Regions from separate parts of the Gossypium hirsutum genome. Here all the other regions are linked to region 2. A link is a contact called in public Hi-C data. All regions are on one chromosome and are shown on one strand. The core of a region is the stretch at or near the end of the contact, and the rest is flanking DNA. Distances in the headings are between cores, read along the strand shown.

The links. Hi-C and Micro-C count contacts between places; a contact is called where the count stands out from the background.
Region 1: a contact with region 2 is called in a Hi-C map of leaf, with 1.5 times the contacts expected there. The contact joins the promoter of LOC107893795 here to the enhancer-like site in region 2. A contact is called at or near these places in 2 of 34 Hi-C or Micro-C datasets (callus and leaf).
Region 3: a contact with region 2 is called in a Hi-C map of leaf, with 2.3 times the contacts expected there. The contact joins the promoter of LOC107893898 here to the enhancer-like site in region 2. A contact is called at or near these places in 4 of 34 Hi-C or Micro-C datasets (callus, leaf and petal).

The regions. Positions count from the first base shown.
Region 1 is chrA13:41,784,048-41,786,747 of Gossypium_hirsutum_v2.1, reverse strand. It overlaps LOC107893795 (lipid phosphate phosphatase gamma), which reads left to right and starts at 1,273. Exons shown (of 2, transcript XM_016818887.2): 1 at 1,273-2,189. The coding sequence starts at 1,481. The coding sequence ends at 2,170.
Region 2 is chrA13:42,201,512-42,204,211 of Gossypium_hirsutum_v2.1, reverse strand. No RefSeq gene overlaps it. Among protein-coding and RNA genes, the nearest start is that of LOC107894547, 24 kb to the left of the region's middle. Within about 2 kb of position 1,406, at least 1 of the 9 cell types and tissues checked has an H3K27ac peak or open chromatin away from gene starts, as enhancers often do. A contact at or near this core is called in leaf, where this site is marked.
Region 3 is chrA13:42,482,530-42,485,229 of Gossypium_hirsutum_v2.1, reverse strand. It overlaps LOC107893898 (serine/threonine-protein kinase ATG1c), which reads left to right and starts at 1,367. Exons shown (of 13, transcript XM_016819039.2): 1 at 1,367-1,910. The coding sequence starts at 1,668.

The DNA of each region.
Region 1 (2,700 bases), core at 24-2,523, 420 kb after region 2:
AAATTAACCTTTAATTACTAAATGACAAAATTAACCTTATTATTAATTCAAAATTTCAATTATGCCAAGCCATTATCATCCAATATCTAATTTTACAACATAAGGACCTTAACTTTAAGGTTCTATAGCTATTTAGCACTCTTAACTAATAGAATAGCACTTTTTCATTTTACGCGATTTAGTCTTTTTTATCAAATTGAGCAACTAAATGCTAAAATTTCGTAACAAAAATTTCACACCATCATATATTCATGCTGTAAAAATTAAAATAATAATAAAATAAATATTTTAACCTCAGATTTGTGGTCCCGAAACTACTGTTCTAATTTGACTAAAAACAGGCTGTTACATCACATTAGTGAAGTATAGAACCTCTCCTATAAATACCCTCCTAGCAATGAAGAAGGGATCATCTTTTTCAACCCTAAAGTTACTTTGAGCAAATCCTTCTTCTCTCTTTCAATCAGCCTGTTATCTTGTTCCTTTCTGTCTCTCAACTGTTTTAAGTAAACCGGCCTCTACAGAATTATCACTATCTCCTCTTTACTCTCCTCCTTTGTTCAATTTCAAAAGTGAAATATTTGGCATTATTTATGGGTTTAAAAAATACTTTTTAGCCTATAAGCAATTTCTTGAAAAGAAATTTAAAATTTAATATGCATAATATATCTAAAATTAAATGCATAGCAAATTGTGGAACTTTAAATTTTCATTTACAAAAAGTTTAGATCATCCACGTAGAAATAATTATTTAAAACTTTTGATTTTAAATATTATATATAATATTAAATTGGATTAGACTTCTGCTCATTCTCTCATTTCTAACATGCACAGAATTTTCATTAAAAATTAACAATAATTAAATTTATTTAATTTATTTTTAAAATTTAATTTAATCTCTCCATTTAAAATAAAATTTTAATTTAATTTAATTTATTTTTAAAATTTAATTAAATCTCTCCATTTAAAGTAAAAATTTAATTTAATCTTTAAAACTAAATTGGAATTTAATTTAGTTTAAGATTAACTTAAAAATTCAATTAGATCTGAAATTTTGTATAAAACCAATTTTCTGTCCATCTATAACCCAATCACAATGGAAATTCCTTCTGATGATTACATCCAGAACAAATTAGGTTGAAGGCTTTATGCAACATTTTCGGAAAAATAATCTCAAAACACATTTATTTTGAGAAATTAATTTAAATAATAATTTAATATAAAAAAGCCGAATTAAGATTTAAAAAAAAAATACTAATTTTGTGTGAGTTTCATTATTCCCACGTGTAGCCAACTCAATGGGTGTTCCTTTCCAGATACTTCCTTGGACTTTTATCCTTTTTGGCTTTTAATTTCACGGCAGTTTCCCCTCAAACAAACATTGAAAGCACCGGCTTTGACCCAACTCTCCCAAACTAAATCCCGTCTTAAAGTTAAGTTTGATCCCAACTTCTCCAAAAACCCAGATCGAAATCCCACCATGACATATAATGCACTAAAAGCGGTAAGTTTAACTCATGTAAGGTATCAAAGAGGTGACCAACTAGGCCATTTCTTAGCCTGGGTTTCTTTAGTTCCCGTTTTCATTTCCCTTGGTGGCTTCGTTTCTCATTTCATCTTCCGTAGAGAGCTTCAAAGCATGTTCTTTGCATTAGGCCTAGTAATATCACAGTTCATTAATGAATTCATCAAAAAATCCGTTCAACAAGCCCGCCCTGAAACCTGTGCTCTTTTAGAAATGTGTGATTCTCACGGCTGGCCTTCAAGTCTCTCTCAATACATGTTCTTTTTCGCTGTTTATTTCACCCTTTTGACATGCAAAGGGATCGGTGGGATTTGGAATGTTAGAACCAAGTGGGCTGCTTTGTTTTTACCTTGGTCTTTGGCTGTCTTGACTATGTATTCTAGGGTTTATTTAGGTTACCATACGGTGGCCCAGGTTCTTGCTGGAGCTTCATTGGGGATTTTGCTTGGTGGGCTCTGGTTTTGGGTGGTGAATTCTATGCTCTTCTGTTATTTCCCTTTGATTGAAGAGAGTCCCTTTGGGAGGTTTTTTTATGTTAAGGATACTTCTCACATATCAGATGTGTTGAAGTTTGAGTATGATAATGCAAGGGCTGCTAGGAATACTATGGCTGCCAGAAAAGCCATGGCTTCCAAGAGCAGTTGATTAAACACAAACTCATCAGGTATGAAATATTTACATATATAGTTTCATATGTTCAATCTTTTGTTACATTTTGTATTGAAACTTACTTGGTTATTTTGCATCTTTGATAATGTGAAAATTTTCCTTGAACATTTTTGTTTCGGTAATAATAAATTACACGTGTTGGGATCCTAATTCCAAGCTTAGTAGCTGTTACATTCTAAGGATGGTTGTATGAAGTGACCGAGCAAGCACCTTTTATTTGCTGGTAGGAATAGTTAGGGTTAGTGTTGAACATATTGGAATATGAATTAAAAACTAATGAATGCCACCTCTTAAGGATATTTGTATGAAGCAGTTGACCTAAGCTTTGGATTCATGGATTAAGTACTTTATGTTGACCCTGCATTAAACAGTGACTCATTCCTTTGTGTCATTTAGAATAAATTCCCAGTCTTCACAATAATAGAAAATGAAGTAAAACCCCCTTTTGTGATTCTTGGACACTCCTTGTAGTGAAAACCGAACCATGTATTTATCTTCACTGAGAG
Region 2 (2,700 bases), core at 157-2,656:
GTAAAGACAAAGGTAGATTCTGGACAATGATCCCATGGAAAACATTGTGCAAACCGAAAAGGATGGAAGGCCTTGGAATTAGAGATGTTAGACTGTTCAACCTTGCCCTCTTAGGGCGTCAAGTGTGGAGACTCTTAAACAATACAGATTCTCTTTGTTTCAAAGTGCTATCGTCGAGGTACTTCCCTGATGGGAATATTTTCCATGCTAAAAAGGTGGACAAAGCTTCTTTCACTTGGTCAAGCATTGCGGCAGCGGTGGAAGCCTTTAAAGATGGCTTTGGGTGGCAGATTGGTAATGAAGAGAAGATAAATATTTGGGCTGATAATTGGGGTATGGAAGGGCTTAATGGGGACGTGGTCATAAGCAACACTCTCAACCATAATGAAAAGTATGTGAAAGATCTCTGGCACGTGGATAGAAGAAACTGGGATGTGAATAAAGTTAAGCAAGCGTATGGGCAAGACTGGGGTGATAAGATTTGCGACATCCCTATTGGAGATGTGGGTCAGGAAGATAAAATAATATGGTTTCACAACACTCATGGATGTTTTACTTCAAAGTCTGCCTACTCGGGGCTGTTGTTGAAAGAAATGGGATATGGTCCTCACAGGTTTTTTTGGAGAGCTCTATGGAAACTCGACACTTTACCGAAGGTCTGTGTTTTTACGTGGCGAGTGGGACATGAAATTCTTCCGACAAATGGAAAGATCGCATCCATCAAACCAGGTTTTAACAAAGGATGCCCGAGATGTGGAGCCGAGGTCGAAACATTGCTTCATGCGCTAAGAGGCTGCCCAACGTCGAGAGTAGTTTTGTCGATAGGAGGATGGTCCAGGAGCTTTATTTCTAAAACTTATGATCATTGCATTGATTGGTTGGAAGACTTGATGCGTGTCCTTGACAAGAGAGCCATGGCTGACTTAATGACAATTTTATGGAACTGTTGGAATAATAGAAATAACTTCATTTTCAGGGGAAAAGAAGAGGAGGCGTAGCTAATATGGGAAAGAGCTAGCAACTTGAGGAAGGAATTCTGGATATGTAATATGCTGCATGAACCATTAATCTCACAAAACATAGTGGAGAAGAGGTGGGTTAAACATCCGAAAGGTTTTTTAAAAATAAACTTTGATGCTACAGTTGGGGAAAACGGAATCGGGTATGGGACGGTAATAAGAGATGAAGAAGGTTTTGTTTTAGGTGGCGGTGGGGGTTTTAAAGTGGGCAGGCGGTCGGTGGAAGAGGCCGAATGCGTGGCCTTTGAGGAAAGCATTGACGTGGCGCGCAAATTAAATATAAAAGACCATGTTCTTTTTCAGACGGATCATGCTGGGCTGGTCAACAGGCTCAATAATTTAGCTAATGAAAGAAACCCCATTTGTCTCATCTTCCATTTGTAAGGCTCGTCAACTCATCAACAGCAAGCTATGAAGGCTTGACGAGGTGGCACGTGACTTAAGGAATATACACTAATACACATGTTAATAGGACCACTAACTAATGTCATGAATATCGAAAAAGAGACACCTAGCTAAGAATATGGATATGTAGGCTCACGCTCATTCGAACAAGGTAAAAGAAAACTCTAGGAAATCGATTCTGCATGCTACACTGTTTGAACACCCGTTGAAACCTAAACTCCATCATCTTCCTTCATCTATCTGCTCACTTTCCCAAACCACAACAACAAACAACTACGGCATCATTCCCTACTGCCAGAGCAAACTGCAATATTTCCTTAACTAGAGTTGATTGTTTCCATTACGATTCCGAATGCACCCTCTCCTTTTCAAGAGAAAAAAAAAATAGTCGAGTAAAATGGCAGCGAAATAGCAACTTCCTCCGACCCGCCCAAATGCCCTGCGCCTGTGAGACAAAAGCTGCTTTGCTAGGACGGGTGTCATTCGTGATAATGAAATAATTGGTTTAATTCATTTTCAACCACAGAATTAATCGTCTTTGAAATCACACAAAAATCTATTTTTTCGAGACATTAACATCCACAGCCTAAAAATTACTAAAGTAAATGTGGATGTTGTGGGGTTCTATTATTTTTTGTTTTTCCGTCGACGCTGACAACAATAAAAGGACATTTTATCTGTGCCATATTTAATGCATTTCATAAGAAATGGATTCCAGCCATGGACGATAATATTTATCTTGATAATCACGCAGTTGCCTTCTTTTTGCATAGGTTATTGTTTCTACATCAAACACGTCTACTGGCCTTGAGACTTCGAAATAGTTGCATTTGAAGAAGCCTTGGTAGCAATGACAAAGGCAAATTGTGTATTATCATTAAATTTCCCAAATAGTAATGTGTAAGTATGGGATTTTCTGCATGTGAGTCAATCGATTTAATTATTGATTAGATAAAATAACTAGGGACACCATGCACTTCTTATTTCATCATTACTTTTAGGTCTCTATTTTTTCAAGTAAAGGTGGGATAAAAAAGGATCCAGTTTATTAAAAAAAAATTAAAGTATACCAGTTACTTAAACAGTCAGTAATATATTTGTAAGGCCGTTCACCAATCCCACCTAACCTCCTATAATAATTAAAGACGATTTTTAATTGGACCAAAATTAATCAATAAAGAAGAGGATTTCTCTTACTCTCTTCTACTGATCAGAAGCTGCTTTTAAAAGGTAAACAACAATAAGGCTTTTCTTTTATGTTTGGGCAATAACTAAA
Region 3 (2,700 bases), core at 118-2,617, 280 kb before region 2:
GACAGGGGCCTCGAATCCCCTAAAATAATATTTTTAGGCCCTTTAAAATTTTTAAGATTTTAAATTAGTAAAGGTAAAATTGCACTTTGCCCCCTAAAAATGATAAAAAATTGATTAAATTTTTTTAAAAATTATAAGATACATGCTATTAAAATGGCGAAATTACATTTTTACTATTGTGAAAATTACAATTTAATTTTTGCCCACATGAAATTTTTTTTCTAACTTCGCCCTTATTATTGACCCAACATATTTAGAAGATATGTAATATGCCTTTACAAAAAAAATATGTCAACTATCTTATACGAAGATAATGTAACATGTATAGCTCCATTGAAGGGTGGTTACATCAAAGGTGATAGAACGAAACATATTTCACCAAAACTATTATTCACTCATAATCTTGAGAAGAAATGTGATATAGAAGTTCAACAAATTCATTCTAGTGATGATTAAACAGATTTTTTTACCAATGCATTGTTAACTTTAACATTTGAAGGACTACTGGACAAAATTGGAATATGTCAACTCAAAGATATAATGTGATGTTGTCATTAGAGGGAGTAAAAAATATATTGCACTCTTTTCCTTTAATCAATGTTTTATCTTACTAGGTTTTCGTGATAAAATTTTTTAATGAGATAACTTGTAATAATAGATTATGTACTTTTTTCTTTCATTAGGTTTTTATTTCATAAATTTTTCTTAATAATTTTTTACGAAACATTTTTATTAATAGACATTCAATGGGGAGTGTTGTAAATCTATTTATAAATGGATGTTCATAACCTCAAATTTATCTTATTATAACATTTAAAGAATGAATGTCTATAACCCTTAAATTCATTTTCTTAAAACCCCTAAATTATTTACAAGATACCTTAATTTTAATCCTTAATGTTTTATAACTTATGATATTTAAAGCCCTATAAATAGAAAACATGTACAAACTTATTGTATCGTAAGTAAAAGATAAATTATCTTTCATTTTTATTGTTCTTTTAATTTTATAATAAAAAATTATTTAAGAAACATTAAAATTTTTAGCTTCACATCTAATAAAAATTTATTTAAAGGATATTTATTAGTAAACTTGGAAAATGAAAATTAAAGTATTAAATAATTCATAAAAGGCCAAAAAGTCGCTTTAACGTTATCTAACCAATGTCTGACGGACAGGTGGTAAAAAGCTGATATCGGCGCTTTTCCATCATCACCTACCACTTGTCCACCCAATTAAAAACAGCCAACTCACTAACATCCGTGGTTACACCGTATAAGTAACCGTATCTTAAAAATATACACCGTCTAATCCCGCTTTTAGCTTATGGTTTTCATTAAAAAAAACAAAATAATCATCGAATCACAAAACATTAATCCTCAATTACGTTCGCTAATCCCAATTAATAATCTCAATAATTCAACCCATAATAACTAGAATGCATAATTTTAGAGAACTCATTAATCAAGTTCTCATCTCACCCTCCTTCCTCACTCTTCCTCAGATTATTTTTCTTTGCACGGTGAATCGGAAATCCAATTAATATTCGGGTCGGATCTTCCGAAGATCCAAATTCCAGTATTCTATACCATTTTTTAAAGCTTCAAGCTCTGGAGTCGGATCCTTGGGCTTTTTTCTCTCTCTTTTTGTTCCAGGTTCGTCTGTAATGGCTCAAGCAACGGGGAGGGGAAGAATGGTAGGGAACTATTTAGTGGGTCGGAAAATCGGGTCGGGTTCCTTTTCGATTGTTTGGCATGCGAGGCATCGAGTTCATGGAACCGAGGTGGCGATAAAGGAGATCGTAACGGGTCGACTCAATAAGAAGTTGCAAGATAGTTTGATGTCGGAAATCTTTATTTTGAAGAGAATCAATCATCCTAATATTATTCGACTGCATGATATTGTTGAGGTTCGTTTCTTCTTGTTCCCTTTTATTTAATTGTTTCCTTTTACTATTAGATTTTAGGGAGTTGTTTGGATGCCGATAAAGTAGAGGAAGAAGTGGCGGAAATGGAGCTATTTGAAAATGAGTTGTTAACTAAGGTAGGGACTGAAATTTGAGGCGCCATTTATTGAGGGAAAGTTCTTCTTTTAAGGAAAATGATGAAAGAACGGAGGATGTGGATTCTTTTTAACTGAAGATATTTTAGAATGCAATATTGAAAATGAGAAGAATCTACTTTTTGAAAAGAGCTATCCGCGCATACTCGTATTTGATGGAAGCAGAGAATGAAAGAATTAACGAATAGTGGAAATTTCAGTCAATCTATATATTGTGTTTTTTTCTTTGCTAAGCAAAGTTTTTTATTAATAAGAAAAGCTCATTACAGAAAATGAGCAACATCATTTACAGGGGATTGAACACCTAAATTGCTCATCACGCCTAATCTAATACAACAAAATCCTTCAAATCAACCCAATGGAATAAACCACCATAAGATTCATCATTTAAACAATAAAAACGTACAATCAGTCACCTTATCTAGTCAAATTAGCCAGCAATAAAACAAAGTTAAGCCTATAGCATCCATAATCTCCTTCCTATAGCAAAACATTTGACAAATGATGCCATTGGGAATTCAGCAACTAATACTAATGGAGAAGTCTCAAGGATCATGGGAAGCAATTTGGTAAATTTGCAGTGGTCAAGAAACTAAATGGTGAATCTAGTTTTCATGTATTTGTTTGTGAAGTTTGCA